Linked DNA regions of Mus musculus: region 1 is linked to region 2. A link is a contact called in public promoter capture Hi-C data. All regions are on one chromosome and are shown on one strand. Each heading gives the region's core, a stretch centred on a gene start, on an enhancer-like site or on the middle of the called end of the contact. The rest is flanking DNA. Distances are from core to core; before and after follow the strand shown.

Region 1 (4,110 bases), core at 433-2,932, 110 kb before region 2:
GAAGAGCTTGTTGGAGCATGTTCTGAGAGAGCCCCGAGGAGCATACCTCAGAACAATGTTTTCAAACATTCTATGCTCGCTTTTTTCAATATAACTACTGCAGCCTGTGGTAGACAACAAGTGACTCCAGAGGGCACTGAGCTACGTTTCTTTCACAAACGCTCTAAAGATACAAATTCCAGCTTTCAAAGAACTGCGTGGTGCTCCCAGAATTTATCCCAAGAGCTTTGTAGGGTTTACTTCCAAGATAGAAGGAGCAGAGGTTCTTTGTTATTAATATATTTTATATTAGCTTGAGGAAATGTGTTGTTCTTCAGTGAGGAAATAAGTTAATTATAAGGAAAAGAGGGTGTGTGGAAAGGTCCATATCCTTGAATTATAAAATTTCTCTCATTTCCCTCCCACCCCAAAGATTCCCATAACGGTATCTAAATGCATCATGTAAGAAAACTTCTTCATCTACTGCAATTAGTTATTCTCTTATCTACCAATAAGAATTTGCATATGAGCTGTGAGGTAAACTTTTAAAAACAATTTATTCGTAAAGATAGGCAGTGCCTGCTTAGAGAACCTTTCCATGGGAGAGAAGATACTTTGAAAAATATTCTCTGTGTGGAACTTTCTGCTGAAGTTAAAGACAAGATTGTTTCTGTCTTCAGCTTTAGAAGGAGCTGAAAGACTCTGTGCATGAAATAGAAGTGTAATGTTCTTAGAGTATCATGCACTACCTCAGTTCCATGTGCTTAGTAGGTGCTCATTAACTAATCATGCAAACTGCAGAATGGCTCTTGTTGTTTGGGATCATATAGGCTGTGTTTAGAACCACCGGGAACTCGGCAAAACCAAGTCTCATTTAATCCCATTACACGTGTCCATTTCTCAATTCTCCCTTCTTTCTGTGAACTCTGAAATCATGTGTTAGGAGCTGTATTTGGGAAGACAGGCTCAAACATCATAATCATCATACCTTACAAAGACAACACAAAGAGAAAATGTAAAACCAAATCAGAGGCGGGCCAATGTCCTCATGGAGTGTCTTTGTGGTTCTACCTCTGGAGACACCACGTTAGGATAGATTTGACATGAGAGGCAGGATGGGGCCTTCTCTAGGGACTCCTCTTAAACTCTGACTTAGCTCAGCTGGCTAATTGGCTTAGCCTTCCTCATCTGACAAACTCAGGTTTTAAAAACAGAACCAGAGGAGGGCCATTGGTCTGGAGTAAAGGTTATCAGGATAGTAAACAAATTCCCTAAGCCTTCTGTTGAAAAATGCTCAGTGGGGCAGACCTGGCTTTTCCTGTTCTTGGCTGCATCTGCTGTGAGCATAATAGGCTCATTTAAAGTGAAGGGTTTGCCTTGAGATCAGAGCTTAGGGTGGATTCTGTAGTGCAGTGATGATCATAGAGTCCTGCTTTCTCCCACCACTGTGCTCTCTCCTTTATTTCCAACCCATTACCAGTTTTGCCTTATAAAGTTGAATTAAAAGTGGAGGATGGTGGTTCAGTAAGTCATCTTCACTTTATTCTCTAACACTAGACAGTTCCCACTTCCTGGGTGCCTCTGTGCCAGGGAGCTGTGACTGTCTGGTTTTCTGTATTGACACAGTGCTGTAAAGTGACATAGTTGTCACTTTACAGAGCAGTGATAACTTTGTTTTGGTGAATGAAACTTCCCCGACGTGCAGAAAGAGGAAGTGGCAGACCACTCTATCTATTGTTCATGTTCCTGTTTCGCATCTGCCCTCTGAATGGTACACAGTGAGAGGAAGTCCCAGACACTGTGGTCATCACCCATCAGGTTTTAAACGTCTAGCTTGCTGGATCAGAAATTACACTTAGGACCCTCATGCTCTGATGTTACTGCATAGGCAGGGAGGGACTCACTTTTCAAGTGTGTCTACTGGTATTGCACAAGCCACTAACCTTCTCACTCATCACTGAGACGGGATCCTACAGAACAAGGACATGGAGCTAGGCCATAGCCTCGATGGCTTATCTCTCGAAGCTCCTCTAATCAGTCCTATTCCAAACTGGGTGACTAGAGCAGATTATAGAGCCATGGGGTGCAACTTCTGCTGGCCTCATTCCATGCTGTGCAGGCGGTATAAATATGGCTATAAAATCTTGAGCTGCAACTCTAGGCCACGTCACAGAGGTATGACATGACTCGTAACTGGAGCAACACTGGTCAATTAGAAGGGAGGCCGCTCTTTGTGGGAGGAGCATGTTTGGTAGTCTTTGAATTAAGAATCAGACACAATGTCAAAGGCCATGGCCCAAATTAAAAGAAGACCTTGGCACAAGGAAAGGGTGGAGAGAAACCCTCTGTTGCTCACAGAAGAGCATTCCTACAGTGTCCCATGGATTAAATGCCTACAGGGTCTGAAATGGCATAATCAAATCAATTATAATACTGTACCAAACATATAATATTGTACCATTACATAATATATGAATTATCCATTACTACATAAAATAAATTATCCTAGCTCAAAACAACAAACTTATGACATAGTTCCTGAGTATCAGTAATTAAGTGGCGCGTCTAGATGGTTCCCTCTCAGAAGGCAAGTGCTGGGTGAGGAGTCAGGCAGCCAAGGTTTTCAAGATTTGAGAGAGTTGATTTAAATGATTGCTGTCAGGAGGCTGTTAAGCCCAAGTTGCATGTACCCAAAGACCACTAAGGAGCCAATTCCAATGTAAACCATGTAACGGTCTTTATTGTGAGCAAGGTCTCTCTCACCATCATAGTGGGTCAGAGTGAGAGCCCTGAGTCTAGGGGTTCAGGATTTGTATTGCGGATACAGCAAACTTGGGGCATGCATCTATACAGGTCAGCAAGTTAATATTTTAAAAACTACATTTCTGCTGTACTCCGTAGGAACTGAAGATGAGAACGAAGCCATCGGACCACCAGGATGGATAAGTTACTTATTCTCTGCAGGATGTCTTGAGTTATCTTGACCCTGCTATTGTAGCCTCACTGGCTGTTGCTAAGGGGGATGGGTTGTCATAGGGTACTTGCTCAGGAGGACTCTGACTTTATTCCTGGAACTGGAGTTTAGCCCCTGGCCTCGAACAAAATGGAGTTTCTTTTTAAAAAAGGAATTGGTTGGGCTTTACAAGGCCTTAGTCCCTCACCCCGTGGACCTTTCCACGTGTTGACTGAGCATCCTCATGATATGATATCTGCCTTTCCCTAGAGCAAATGACTCAGTGGCAAGGCACAAGCTGCAGTGCTTCTTTATAGTACTCTTAAACACACACCCTTCCTTCTGCCAGATGCCATTCATTAGAAGGCATGACGGAGTCAAGTGTGGGTGGAAATCAGCTTTGTCTTTTGAAAGAACTGTTGCAGAATGTGTGGACATTGTTGAAACCCTGCCCTCATATGCAGTATCTACCCAGGGTGTCACGAAATGCAGTATAGTCAAGGCTGGCTACGGGATTTGAGAAGCTCATTGCAAAATAAAAATATAGAACTCCTACACAGGCAGTGTTAACCATTTCAACACAGTGACAGAACATTAAATCAAGTGTTACACTCTCAGTGATGGGTACAGTGACCAAGAGGTGGGCTTTGAGTCCCAGACCCACTGCTTAATAACTAGTAATTTTCAGGAAAGCAATTTAATCTCTCTGAACCTTAACTTCTGTTTCTCTAAAATGGTCATGCTTAGTTACGTTTCCTATCAGTTGGGATGCTTCTGTTTTAGAACAATGAATGAAGTCATTTCTTTGTGTGGCTTACTGTGGGCACTTGGTAACACTGATATTATAATGATAACCTTTCAAAGGTTTCTGGCGTTAGTGAAGAGCTGGTGAAGAGTGAAGTTTGGTTATTTAGCTACTGGTCATAAACACCTCGAAGCAGGGACAGCACCTCCTGGGCTGGGCAGCCCCAATATTCCTGTCCCTCCAGCGAGGACTCACTTGCTCAGGAGTGTGAAACACGAGTCCTGTACACTACCGGAAGAATCACTAAGAAGATATATTTCTGAAATGGCATGTTTTAAAGCATTCGAACAGGCAGACTGCCTTTCCCTAGAACAAGTGACCCAGTGGCAAGGCACAACAGGCATTCTGTTGTGAGAAAATCCAGATAGGAAGA
Region 2 (4,187 bases), core at 915-3,414:
TATGTGTTTGATTACTCTGAATGTGAGTCTTCTGAGATTTTTTTGTTGACCATGTAACTTAGCTTTTGTTTTTAACAGCTCAGAAATAGGCTTCAAGCGCAAGCCATATTCTAACTAAATTGATGATATATCAGTTTAAAATGCAGAGCTGAAAAAGTTTCCAAAACATGTGTCTACCCAACAATAAAGATGTTTGGAAATGCAGCTAGTGAATCTTCTCTCCAAATATGATTCAAAGATTCTTTAGAATTGAGTAACATGGCTGTTTCCCTCCACAGAGGCCAGCAAGCTCGTCATGTCCTATGTCGCTGCCGTGTGCGGAAAAGGAGCAGAAGTCAATCAGGTCAAGGAACAGCTTCTGCAGTCCAACCCTGTCCTGGAAGGTAAGGATTTCATGTTTGGTCCTTGTGATTCAAATAGCAAACTGTGTTCGTTCACTTCAACTGCCCAGTGTTCAGGGAGGGAAGAGGACACCCACCGTTCAGGCCAAAGCCTATAGAGGAATTAAGCCTTGTGAGGCTTTGTTTCAAGTATTGAAAAGAGGCAATAGCTTACTCATGGAAAAGGAACTTTCCCATTTAAAAAATACTTTTGCCATTCCATTTTTATGTAACTTACTTTGGTTTGCTTTTAAGAAATTGACTGTTTTTGCAGTTGATGGTGTAGTGATGTTTTATTATTCATGGTAATGCCTGTGGCTGGTTATGTCTGTTGTCATGGAAATCAAGGACCGAAGAAAGCCCAAATGCTATGTAGTTCTCCTAAGCTTTGTTGTTAGCTCTCTGGTAACTAGCTCATTATTCTTGGAGGCTAGAAATCTAAGAACAAAATCCTGCTAAGATAGGTTTCATTTGGAGACCTCTCTCATCTTAGAGACAACTCCCACCTTATTCATGTAAGCTCTTCTTGTGTGTTTCTTGGGAACAAAACCAGAAGTGAGCTCCCTGGTGTCCCTTCTCCATGCTCCACACACATAAGTACCTCCCAGAAGCTTACCTCTCCATTCTGTCGCATAGAGCGTAAGCGCTTTAATATATGAATGAGGAAAAGGGGCAAGCACACTGGCCCATCATCAAGAATAAATTAGAGATGAATTCTTTCACCAGATGAAAAATAACATTTACCGTTGGTATAAACAAACCATGCTTACATTAAAAATGAAATTAGGATCCTGGAGAAGAATAGTTGCTGCTCTTGCAGAGGGCTTGGGTTTGGTTCCTAACACATACATGGCCCCTTACAGCTGTCAGTAAATCTGATTCCAGAGTTACTTCTGGCTTTTGCAGACATCAGGCATGGATGTAGTGTGCGTATGTATACACGCACGCACACACATATATGTGCATATATATATATACATGCTTGCCATATATATATATATATATATGTATATGTATATACATATATATATATACACACACACATATACACACACAAAATAAAAACTGAGTAAATTTTTTTTTAAATCATGAAATTCCAGCTTTTCCTTATTGGAGAGAGGCTATTAAATTTGTCTTATAGTATAAGTGTCTCAGTGTTGTGACTAACACAGTTGGAGCACCAGTTGGATTTCTTAGCCTTGGAGCTGCTGTGCTGGGCACGTCTTTGGTATGAGTGGGAGGCCTGCTCTAGCATTTATGGCCTCTGCTTGCCACGTGTCAGTTACACCCTTGTACCTGTTGGGATTAAAAAAACAAAAAAACAAAACCTCCAAATATTGGCACTGTCCCCCAGGGAGTCAAAAGCATACTTTTAGAATCTGGGCCAGAGGAATAGTTTGGCTCAACCCATTGCTCCAAGCACAGAAGGACAAGATTGAAGGCTAACGAAAGCAGAGCTATCTTGGGATTGGTAGGCAACCCTTGACATGGAGGGTCGCAATCCCTCCCTGTTGCCTTTTCTACTCTGCCTGGGCCCCTCCTTCCCTCTGGGAAATCTTCTTGAACTCTGAGCAGTGACTATGGCTTTGTGCCCACTGATGTGCCCGACTGGCAGCATAGGGGAGGCATGGAGCCCAATAGGCTATTACGGTTTGATCGCTCCTCCATTTAGTACCTTAACTGGTAGAGTCTGTAAGAAGTGGCATCACTACATTTTACTAATCTGAGATCTGGCCCCTTTGCTTCCTCCCTTTGCCTTTAGGTTATGTGCTCTGCATGAGCTGATTTCTGCACAGGCTTATTTTAGGAATGCTGTGGTTGAAAGCAACAACGTAGCGGAATGCTGCAGCTTGCATTTTTGACTAGGATCTTTTTATTTGGTGGTATTTGAAATGACGCTGCAGTGCAGGAAATGGAAGAAATGTCCACTGTGGGTGTGTGTTATCTTTTATGGGAACGCTTTGCTTTTTAACTGGAGCTGCTACTGTAAATGAACGTTCAGAACAACGAACTTTATAAAAAACAAAACAAAACAAAAAAAAAACAAAAAACCCAACCAACCAACAACTGTGGAATGTGTCTCGGGTGTTCTATAATGGAGTACTTGTTTCAGATTTCCAGACTCACAGTAAAAGACTGGAGAGTTTAGGGTTGTGTTTATAATATGCAGCTCAGACTTGTTCGAGGAAGAGATGGTTTATGGCTTGCAGATGGGGCTCTGAACCAAGTGCTGGAGCAGCGCTTCGCTCCTTCCTGACTGTCAGGCCACAGTCTAGTGATCTTTGTGTCAGCATCTTGAACTGGGATTTAGGCCTGTTCTAATTATTTGACTTGGCAGGTCTACATTTCAAACCTGGCATAAAGGACTAGCCCATAAAAGCATGGGAAATGTTGCAGTTTAATGGTGACCAGGTCAGGTGTCCACTGTCGTCAAGGTTGCGTTCACAGATGACTTTTGCTTGGCAGTGAATTTGTGAGAATCCCCCTTTCCTCAGCGTGTTTCCTTTGCTGAGGTTTCCAGTGCTTTCTCTCTCAGTGTACAAATGTCAGCCTATCTTCTTCTGAAGTGAGAGTTTGGTGTCAGGAACTCAATAAACCATACTTGGCCCAAGCATCTCTAAATATAAGGAACCTTCTCTGTTGACTTTGTAAATTTTGACTTAACCTATTTTGAGCCAGCCATGTGGTGTTTGTTTGTTTGTTGAAATAAGGTCTGGCTAGCCTAGTACTTACTCTTGCTCTGTGACACTTCCCTGTCACCCTAACCCTCATTTAACTTGATGAAGTCACGGAGGCTTCAGAAATGTGGTATCTAGCCTCTTATTCAAAAGGTTCGTTTTGTTTAACCACATCTTCAGGAATGATGCTGCTAGTCTCAATTGTGACTTGTCACCAAAACAGCTTGGGTTGGAGGGGGCCTTTGTAGGAATGCAGAGTTTTGTGTCCTCCAGGGTGTACTGGGCTGGCCTGGGTTCCCTTCAGGGTTTGGGATGTTCTGTCGGGGCATCCACAGGGAGCCTTTCTACATATGTGACCTGTACTCACACGACTCTCTTCTCCCTTTGCATCACCCCAGCTTGGCTTGTGAGTGTTTGTGCACAGGCTTGGTGAAGCTGTCCATTTGCTGTCACAACTACACTGTCACCTGTGTTAAACAGGACCATTCTGTGACCGGGGCAGAACCACCCCGCAGCTCTCATGGGTCCTCATTTCAAAGGTTGTCCCGGGGCAGATCGGTCTTCTGGAAGCAACTGAGATCAAAACAGACTTGGGCTGTGCATTTTGGGTCACTTTGTGTTCTAGAATGTTTCTTATAGGTCTGCCTGTTGGGCATGAGCTACCAAAGTCTGTATCATTTTTATCTTATTTGAAATGACTCATTTTCCAACTCTCAGTATAGTTCTTACTGTACTGTAGTTATGTAATCACATTTACATAAATAGCTTTATTTCAAAATTAAACGGTTTTCAGTTTCACATGCCTCCTGCAATCTATATTCCTCACCCACGTGCACCAAACCTATAAGGATAGAAAATGATTTCTGAAATAACCTGAGTGGTAGTTTTGGCGGAGGACTAGGCACCTGCTTGATGCCCAGTAGGTTCCTGTGGAAAGGGGTTAATCGGTGTCAACCTAGGCAAGGTTAAGTTTAGAGCAGTGCTCGAAACAATGCCAGGATGCAACGCTGCCACTTGCTCTCTTTCTGTGTATTTCTAACCACTGAGGGAAGTTTAAGAAACTTATTAAAATTTCTGCTAGATCTATTTGCGTGGGAATTGTGTGTAGACATGCCATCACTGCAAGCTC

What was found. Promoter capture Hi-C pulls out the DNA fragments that hold promoters and counts their contacts.
Region 1: a contact with region 2 is called in a promoter capture Hi-C map of liver. The contact joins two enhancer-like sites. A contact is called at or near these places in 1 of 39 promoter capture datasets (liver), 1 of 15 datasets of contacts at CTCF or cohesin (large pre-B cells), 4 of 484 Hi-C or Micro-C datasets (CD8 T cells, cerebral cortex, liver and 1 more), 2 of 115 datasets of contacts at active chromatin or transcription factors (hepatocytes and neural progenitor cells) and 3 of 9 other capture datasets (adipose tissue, embryonic stem cells and liver).

Annotation. Positions count from the first base shown.
Region 1 is chr1:51,932,298-51,936,407 of GRCm38.p6, reverse strand. No RefSeq gene overlaps it. Among named protein-coding and RNA genes, the nearest start is that of Gm33795, 18 kb to the right of the region's middle. Within about 2 kb of position 1,682, at least 117 of the 459 cell types and tissues checked have an H3K27ac peak or open chromatin away from gene starts, as enhancers often do. A contact at or near this core is called in adipose tissue and liver, where this site is marked.
Region 2 is chr1:51,820,293-51,824,479 of GRCm38.p6, reverse strand. Myo1b (myosin IB) reads left to right here. Exons shown (of 31, transcript NM_001161817.2): 5 at 279-383. Among named protein-coding and RNA genes, the nearest start is that of Myo1b, 94 kb to the left of the region's middle. Within about 2 kb of position 2,164, at least 36 of the 459 cell types and tissues checked have an H3K27ac peak or open chromatin away from gene starts, as enhancers often do. A contact at or near this core is called in adipose tissue and liver, where this site is marked.